Linked DNA regions of Capra hircus: region 2 is linked to region 1. The links are chromatin contacts, called in public Hi-C maps. All regions are on one chromosome and are shown on one strand. Each heading gives the region's core, a stretch centred on a gene start, on an enhancer-like site or on the middle of the called end of the contact. The rest is flanking DNA. Distances are from core to core; before and after follow the strand shown.

Region 1 (4,647 bases), core at 606-3,105:
GTCACGTGGGCTCTCCAGTTGTGGTGAGCGGGCTTAGTTGCCCCTTGGCATGTGGGATCTTAGTTCCCCAGCCTGGGGTGGAACCCCAAGTCCCCTGCATTGGAAGGCAGGTTCTCAACCCCTGGACCACCAGGGAAGTCCCTGTATTCTTGTTTTTTGACAAAGACATTAAAGCAGGGGCCACACAGATGATTACAAGCAGGCAGTGAGTTATTTCTCTAATAGTTTAAATTTGCCATGACCAGGAATGATTAATCATTTCCTTTCACCAGCTGTGAATTAATATTCAGCAAAATACTTGCTTTTATTTCTGAATGACATTGAAATTCTTTCAAATATGTGCCTTACTAAATGCATGTGAATTTTGACTGAAATCTCTGCCCCTCTTACTGAGGGATCCATACCTGAATGCGCCCAGTGTTGGCTGCCTGATTCCTCCCTGATGCTTCCGCTCTGTCTTCATGTACTGGGTGGAGACTCACTTACCGTTGACTGGCAGTGAGGCTGAGCGGGTGCTCCCTGAAGCTCCCTGCGGGCTGAGCAGCAGAGCAGTGTAGGTGGGGGGATTCTGTGCTGCCGGCTCAGTTCTCCTGGGGCATTCAGGCTCAAGATACACCCTCACAGGCAGAATCTGGGACTTCCTATGGTATTCTGACATCTTAGCCTCCGGGCTTCAGGACAAAATACCTGGAGAAAAAAGACATAATTTATTAATACAAAGTCACTTTAAAATCCCTTTAAGAGATGCGTGATTAAAAGAATTCTAAAGAGACCTCCGCGCAAGTCCAGGCCACCTGAGGATGGTGGGTGGGGGGAGCTGCGTGGGGGCGCATGTTTCAGCATCTCTGAGTTTCCAGCTGTCATCTTCTCCCTCATCTCCCTTCCTGAGCCCTGGAGCCACCTGGAATGTCCCTGTCCTTCCCCTCTCCCACCTCGATCCACTCCACCAGCCTGGCAACAGAGGGCGGTGGCCCTTCCTCTTCTGGGCTGTGCCCTTGTCCATGCTGCCCAGAGGAGATCAGAGTAGGGTCACGACCCTGGGGTCCCGTGCTCACCGGAGCTCTACGTTCCCATGACAGATCACCTTCCAGGTGAAGGTCACAGCCACCGAGTGCATCCAGGAGCAGTCCTTCACCATCCGGGCGCTGGGCTTCACGGACACGGTGACCGTGCGGGTCCTTCCCCAGTGCGAGTGCCAATGCCGGGACGCCAGCAGGGACCGCAGCGTCTGCGGTGGCAGAGGCTCGATGGAGTGCGGCGTCTGCAGGTGAGGCCGCACCCCGCCCCGCCCCCGGCGCCGGCGCGCGGAAGCAGGGTGCGCCCCGGGGGGCTCTGACCCCGCATTCCCGCAGGTGCGACGCCGGCTACATCGGGAAGAACTGCGAGTGCCAGACGCACGGCCGGAGCAGCCAGGAGCTGGAGGGCAGCTGCCGCAAGGACAACAGCTCCATCATCTGCTCGGGGCTAGGGGACTGCATCTGCGGGCAGTGCGTGTGCCACACGAGCGACGTGCCCAACAAGAAGATCTACGGCCAGTTCTGCGAGTGCGACAACGTCAACTGCGAGCGCTACGACGGCCAAGTCTGCGGGGGCGAGAGTGAGCGCTGGGGGGCCGCGGGAAGAGCCTCGGCCGCGTGGGGCCGGGGGCTTTGGCCAGGGCGGGGCTCGTGAGGGACTGAGTCCGCGGCGGCCTTGTCTTCCAGGGCGGGGAGGGAGGAGTTTGGGCGGGGATGGGGTTAGGGCGCGGGCGGGGGCTGGGGCGGGACTGAGTCCGCGGCCGCGCTGTCTTCCAGAGAGGGGGCTCTGCTTCTGCGGCACCTGCAGGTGCAACGAGCAGCATGAGGGCTCGGCGTGCCAGTGCCTCAAGTCCACTCAGGGCTGCCTCAACCTGGACGGCGTCGAGTGCAGCGGCCGGGGCCGATGCCGCTGCAACGTGTGCCAGTGCGACCCCGGCTACCAGCCGCCCCTGTGCATCGACTGCCCGGGCTGCCCCGTGCCCTGCGCTGGCTTCGCGTGAGTGTCCGCCGCCCCGCCGCTCTCGCACCTCCTTGCGGGTGGGGAGAGCCACTGCCCGGCCCCGGGTGCGGGGCGGGGGCGCGGGCGCGGGCGGGGCGCGGGCAGCCCGCCCTCCACAGAAGGGCCTGCACAAACCCGCCGCTCACGGCGGCCCCTCCTCCCAACCCCGCCCGCGCTCACGCCCCGGCTCCCCCCAGCCCCTGCACCGAGTGCCTGAAGTTCGACAAGGGCCCCTTCGCCAAGAACTGCAGCGCAGCGTGCGGGCAGACGAAGCTGCTGTCCAGCCCGGTGCCCGGCGGCCGCAAGTGCAAGGAGCGCGACTCCGAGGGCTGCTGGATGACCTACACCCTGGTGCAGCGCGACGGGCGGAACAGATACGACGTGCACGTGGACGACATGCTCGGTGAACCCGGGGCGGAGGGTGTCGGGAAGAGTCCCCCCCTGCGCCCCCACTCCCCACCCCCGGGCCCCGCATCTCTCAGCCCGCCCGCGCCGCACCGCCACCATATCCCGCCCCCAACGCATCTCTCAGCCCGCCCCAGTCGTTGTATACCTGGTCGGAGGGCTGTCCCACAGTAGCGCTTCCCCAAGCTGAGCGCTTCTGGAGAGTGGGTCCTGAGAGCCGGGCGGAGGGGACAGTGGGGACCTCCAGACCCAAGTCCAGCCCTTGCCCTGGAAGGGCCCGCAGAGCTGCTGCTCTCTTCCCCAGATGCCCACTACCCGCCAGTCACCCGGCTCTGCCCAGGACCCAGAGACCAGCGCAGTCTTCATAGGTCCCTCCGTGACACAGGCTAGGGACATATGAGCAGGTTCTGAGGGGCAAAGACTCCAGCGGAGCCTGTCTCTGAGGTCAGAGGTCAGAAGGTATCTCTAAGGAGGACAGTTGCAGATAGTTGGAGAAGGTCGCAGGTGCTGGGCTGGGCACTTAGCTCTGAGAGTCCAGGGGAGCCTTAGGTCTCTTCCCAGACATAAAAGGAGGCTGCCAACAGCTTTCAGAGGAGCACATGGCTTTCAGAAGCCGGACATACACCTGGGAAGGACCACCACCAGGTCCAGACACTGAGCAGAGCTGGGCTGGGGTCCTGGGGCGGTGGGGACAGAGCCTGCTCTGGAGTGTAGCTCTGGGCAGGATCGGAAGGGACAGGTGACAAGTGGGGGCAGAGGGTGGGTCAGTTTCAAGGAGGTACATTGAGTGATGATGACATTTTGAGTTGGAGGGACTTGGAACAATAGACCCCTGAGGAGATGGGTGTAAGGGTTGGAGCAGCAGGACCCAGAGCCATCTTGACCCCAGATCTGAGTACCCCGCCCTTCCCACTCAGAGAGGCTGAGGGTGCGGGCACAGGCTTCCAGGCCAGCCTCCAGGGTGACCGCAGCAGACACGTGACAGCTGTCCACACAGGTTCTTGCAAGACTGGGACCTGCTCCCTCTCCCCCTCCCCAGAAAAAGAGCCCCAGGAAGGCATGTGGGGCCCAGTCCCGTGTGTATCCCCAGGGCTGCAGAGCCCAGCCTGCTGGGGTGGAGGGCTCTCCCAGGGTTTCAGAGCAGATGTGCCGTCAGGTCTGGTTTGGGGCAGCTGTGGCTAAGGTGTTCAGTCTCTAAGGACATGAGGCTCCCTGGAAAGGCCAGGGTGATGAGCGAGGGGGCACCACAGACTCCGGTGCCCTCCGCCAGGCAGACAGGGAGGGGCTCGCACCGAGCGCTGTGCCTTTGTCGACAGCCAAAGTGGGCATGCGGCTGAGGCCCCCACCTGAGCTCAGCAGGAGGCTGGGTGCAGCCCCCTTGGGCACTGGGACCCCCCTCCCATTCCCAAGGCTGCTGCTGTGAGTCTCCCCGGGAATGCTTGCATGAGGAGAGTCCCCCCTAAACTCTGATACAGCGTGGTCTGGGTGGGAGGCCAGAGTCTGGCCCTGTTTACTGGCAACCCGGGCCCCCCTTTCCTTCTCTGTAAACAAGGACCCTCTCGACTTCATTGGGAGCCACGGGGCCTGGCCTTGTGCTCAGCTCTGAGCTCTCCTGGGCTGGGGGCCGGGGCCAGGGCTGGTTTGCTCACTACCTGCCACAGAGATCTGGCAGTGGGACCTTGACGCAGTGCGGGGACGGGGCCGAAACCTGGGGCCTGGGAGCCGGGGCAGGCTTGACGCCCCATTTGTGCCTTAGAGTGTGTGAAGGGCCCCAACATCGCTGCCATCGTGGGGGGCACCGTGGGGGGAGTTGTGCTCGTCGGCATCCTCCTGCTGGTCATCTGGAAGGCCCTGACACACCTGAGCGACCTCAGGGAGTACCATCGCTTCGAGAAGGAGAAGCTCAAGTCCCAGTGGAACAACGTGAGTGGCCTCGGGGTCCCTGCGAAGGCCCACCTCCTACCCTCCAAGCCAAGGCGTCCCCACGGGAGTGTGCGCCTGCCCCACTCCCACCCCTGAACCTCGTCCACCCTCAGTGGACACTGTTGTGGCCCAGAGCCCAGCGCCTTCCTCCCTGTGCTGACAAGCCATGTTTGCTTTTCTCACCAGGATAACCCTCTTTTCAAGAGTGCCACCACGACAGTCATGAACCCTAAGTTTGCCGAGAGTTAGGGGTGCCTGGTGAAGACAAGGCCTTCTGCACCACCCAGACGGGAGCACGCCCTC
Region 2 (4,647 bases), core at 1,133-3,632, 48 kb before region 1:
GAAAACAATGACTTTTAAGTGAGCAAAGGACTTGAAAAGACATTTCTCCAAAGATAAACAGCTAACAAGCCCAGGGGGGAAAAAAAAAAAAATTCAACATTATTCATTATCCCTTAGGGAAATGCAATTCGAAAGAGTGAAATACCACCTGACATCCAGCAGAATGGGTATAATCAAAAAGACAGACAACAGCAATTGCTGGTGAGGATGCGGAGAAATTGGAGCCCTCGTGTATTGCTGGTGGGAATGTAAAATGGTGCCACCATTGTGGAAAGTAAACTGGCAATTCCTCAAAAAGCTCAACTTAGAATTCTGTACATCCTAGCAATTCCGTTCCATGAATGCACAGGAAAATTAGTACAGAGCAGTAGCCTGACAGCCAAAAATGAGACACAATCTATCCACCAACTTATGAATGGATAAACAAAATGCAGTGTGGTCTGGTTTATTCACACAATGACATATTTTTCAGCCATAAAAAGAATGAGGACAACAGAGAAATATGTGCTACAAAAATAATGGTATAAGAACAAACCTCAAAAACATGCTCAGTGAAAAAATCCTGACACAAAAGGCCACATATCGTATTAATTCCATTTATATGAAATGCCCAGGAGAGGCAAATATATAGAGACAGAAAGCAGATTTGTGGTTGCCAGAATGACTGATAGTAAGTACGGGATTTCCTTTTGAGGTGACAAAAACATTCAGAAATTGGTAGTGATGGTTGCACAAATCTGTGAATATTCTTTTTAAAATGCTCAATGAACTGTACACTTTAAATGGATGAATTTTATGACATGAATTCTATCCCAATAAAGTTTTATGAAAGCCAGGGCACTGATGCCAGATCCTGGGATCACACATCAGCTCCTCCATCAGCAGCTGAATGCCCCTAGGAGTTCATTTAAACTCTCAGTTTTTTCCCTGCAAAATGAGGGCTGGGACTGTTACAAAGATGTAAGGTGACTGCTGCTGCTGCTGCTGCTGCTGCTGCTGCTGCTGCTGCTGCTGCTGCTGCGTCACTTTAGTCATGTCCGACTCTGTGCGACCCCATCGACGGCAGCCCACCAGGCTCTCCCATCCCTGGGATTCTCTAGGCAAGAACACTGGAGTGGGTTGCCATTTCCTTCTCCAATGCATTAAAGTGAAAAGTCAAAGTGAAGTCGCTCAGTCGTGTCCGACTCTTAGCGACCCCATGGATTGCAGCCTACCACGCTCCTCCGTCCATGGGATTTTCCAGGCAAGAGTACTGGAGTGGGGTGCCATTGCCTTCTCCTGTAAAGTGACTGGCACATAGCAAATGCTTAACAAACATGGCTGTTCTCTTCAGCATTACTGACCCAAAGCCACTGTTCCCACAAACCAAGAGGATTTTGTCCACTGTCCAGGGTTGGCCCCTTGACTACAAACACCAGTAAATGCTTCCAGGCAGCTCCAGGGTCAGCACCTGGATAAACAAAACACGGTCTAACCACACAGTAGAAGGTGATTCCACCATAAAAAAGAATGAAGCATTATTAAACGTCATACAACCTGCGTGAGCACTGAAAACGCTGTGCTAAGTCCAAAAAATCAAACGCAAAGGCGGAAACCTACACGACCCCATCCATGTGAAATGTACAGACACAGGCAAAGACGAGCGGCTGCTCAGGGCCGGGAGGGCTGAGGGGACCGCCGAGGCAGGGGATGGGGGAAGAGGAGGGAACAGCTCCAGGGTACAGCGTGATCTCTTCAGTTTGCTCTTCCCTTTTTTCCTTAATCCTGGCAATCCCCTTTCCTTTCCTTGGAGCGCAGCTACGACGTAAAGGAATATTTACCTTTTTCGCGCAGATTTCTACAATTCGAGGTGGAAGGTTTCTGGTTCTCCCTGGCAGAACTCCAGACGCGGAGCAAGTCAACCTCTTGCTCCGAGCCTGACGGTCCACGGAGGCCACGACACTTCGTGCACCGGGAAGGCTCACAGACCGTGCGGCAAAGCCCGCCGAGGGCGGTCCCGGGGCCGCACAGCGTGGCGCCCGACTCCGGTCCGCGGCCCCCTTCTTCCACCCGCTCCCCCTTCCCACCCCTACCGCCCGCAGTATCCTCAGCTTACCTTCCCCGCGACTCCACCAGTCGAGGACTGCAGAGGGGCTACCTCCCGGGCGGGGGACGCGAGGCCAGGCGCTGCCTCCCCCGTGGGCCTCACGGCAACCTGGTGCACCCGGGCCCTCAGGCTCCTCACTTTCCCCATCTTCCCGGCGAAGACTCACAGCCGGCTAGAAGTCACGGAGCTCAAGCAGCACACGCTGCCGGAAGCTGGTCCGGCACTCTGACCGCCGGGCGGAAACAGGAGTCGCGATCCCGCCCGCGCCGGCTGTTAGGCTTCAGAGAGGAGAAGGGCGGGGCCACAGAGCGGCGAGGCGGCGGTGCTGACGACGGGGGTCGTGAGGCGCCTGGTCCCGCCTTCGGCCCCGCCCCGCCGCCCAGGGCAGGTGTGGTTGGTTAATCGCAGCCTCAGTGCGATCTGGGGAATGATCGGTTAGAACGCTGGAGGGGATCAAGTGTGCTGAAGTACACGAGTGTGTTTGCTTGCGCCTGTCAAAAATGCCCTCGGGGAAGGAAGAGAGCAAAGGACTGAGGACTGCAGGCACCTCGGAGACATTGTGCCAGGACTTACGGATCTCGACTGGGGCTGGAGAGAAATGTCCCTGGAAGAAGCCCCCGAAGCCAGCTCTCAGGTCCGGCGCTCCCACCCTGTCTGTAGTCCTGCTATCACCGCCTCTGCAGGGCCAGGGTGGGTGTCTGACCAGTGCCTGCTAGACCAGCTTCCTTTGGCTAGAACCTGTTGCCAGGCTGTGACCAAGACTAATGGAACTGCTGGGGAGGCTTCCTGGAGCGTGGAAAAGGTCGAACCCACCACCCAGTCATATCCCCACCCATCTGGTGGCACCTGCAACTTCTTTAAGGTGTGTCAGGAGACATTCTCTGGTTCTGCAGCTGTGCCAGGCCTAAGGAGTGAAAGTGAAAAAGTGTTAGTCACTCAGTCATGTCCAGCTCTTTAGGATTCCATGGACTGCAGCCCACCAGGCTCCTCTGTCCATGGAATTCTCCAGGCAAGAATACTGGACTAAATAGCCATTCCCTCCTCCAGGGGATCTTTCTGACACACAGATCTGAGCCAGGGATCGAACCCAAGTCTCCCACATTGCAAGCAGATTCTTTACCATCTGAGCCACCAGGGAAGCCCTGATCTAAGGAAGACACAGAGTAATGACTGTTGGGTACACTTAGGGCCGGGGTGCATGCAGACACCATGCTAATCCAGCTGGCATCCAGGAACGACCTCCTGGCAGCCAGTGCCAAGACACTAGGAGACGCATTCTAGGAACAGCTGTGTTCTATGGGTCCCAGCATCACTGGACCTGATCATCAACACTTGGATTCTCTGCATCCAATCAGGCTTGTTTCCTGAGCCATCTAGGCAGGGAGGCCCCGGGCTTGGCCCCTGGCCTGAAGGCCTGCTCCCTTGCCTGACCCCCAGTGGCTGGGCCCCTGGCCAGCTCCAGAGGCCTGCAAGGCAGCGTGCATTTCAGGTTTGCTTTTTGCCCTTTCTGTGCAGTCCATGCTTTCTCAATTAAAGGAAAAGACTGTCCAGCTGCTGCAAAATGGATATGTTAGTTTTTAATCCTGGGGTCCCTTCCCTCTCTGCCTTCATCTTCCTGGGTGATGAGGTCACATCCCAATACCCTGACACTTTCATTGCAGCCTCCACCTCTCTCTGGGTCTCCACCTGAAACTAAGGGAATCTTAAAGCGGACTTCTTGGTTCCCTTCCCAACCTGCCCCACAGTATATCCCCCTTCAGAAGAAATGGCACTAGCACTCACATAGCCACCCAAACCCCAAACCAGGGTGCCACCTTGGCTTACATGTCACCTTGCTTGCATGCAGTCCCCCCGTCACATCAAACCGAGCAGCCCCCATGTCAACCCCCCCAGGCTCCACCCTCACTGGGCTTCTGCCCTGGCCACCTCACTGGAACCTCTTGCCCTCTCCCTCCACCCCTGGCCAGGATGGGGCCCCTTCAGCTTTACAGCAGCCCCTGCCTCCCCAGGGGTCGTGGCCATGGTCACCCTGGAAAGCCTACCCCCGGCTTTGCCCTTCCCGGGACGCCCCCTCCCTCAGCAGCTCTGCCCTTCCCAGCGCCGAGCCGCAGCTCCTGTTTCCTCTGAGGGCCTCCCAGCGGGACCTCGCGGTCTTGATGGTCCCTGGACAGACCCTGTGCCTCGTGCTGGTGGTGCTAGTTAATTCTTCTGTCGCGCGAGGGCGCCCACGGCCCTCGTGGGTTTCTGCAGAGGCGTTGGGGCGCGGAGGCCGCAGACGCGCGGAGATGCTGGGGGTGGGGGGATGGATGGATCCCAGCGCGGGCCCTTCCTCGGGCCCCCGAGCGCCTTCAGCCTCCGCAGGACGCGGTCCTCCGAGCGGGTCCAGGGGTCCCACGCAGTCGTGGAAGGGTGCAGGGCAAACACCCCGCAGTCCATCCTTGTCCACTGGGTCCTTCGGGGCCCGCCGCAAGGACTTCCTGATGACCTCCAGCCCCTAGCTCTGCCCTCGGGATTCCCAAACCCCACCGGGCTGCACGTGAGAGCGGACGGAGACCTGCGAA

Evidence for each region. Hi-C and Micro-C count contacts between places; a contact is called where the count stands out from the background.
Region 2: a Hi-C map of blood shows a contact between it and region 1, with 6 times the contacts expected there. The contact joins the promoter of FAM207A here to the enhancer-like site in region 1. A contact is called at or near these places in 3 of 5 Hi-C or Micro-C datasets (all in blood).

The regions. Positions count from the first base shown.
Region 1 is chr1:144,694,734-144,699,380 of ARS1.2, reverse strand. It overlaps ITGB2 (integrin subunit beta 2), which reads left to right. Exons shown (of 16, transcript NM_001285538.1): 11 at 1,080-1,267; 12 at 1,353-1,597; 13 at 1,794-2,013; 14 at 2,214-2,419; 15 at 4,178-4,344; 16 at 4,531-4,647. The coding sequence ends at 4,593. Among named protein-coding and RNA genes, the nearest start is that of ITGB2, 28 kb to the left of the region's middle. Within about 2 kb of position 1,855, at least 1 of the 5 cell types and tissues checked has an H3K27ac peak or open chromatin away from gene starts, as enhancers often do.
Region 2 is chr1:144,742,950-144,747,596 of ARS1.2, reverse strand. FAM207A (protein FAM207A) reads right to left here and starts at 2,382. Exons shown (of 6, transcript XM_018052151.1): 1 at 2,096-2,382. The coding sequence starts at 2,233.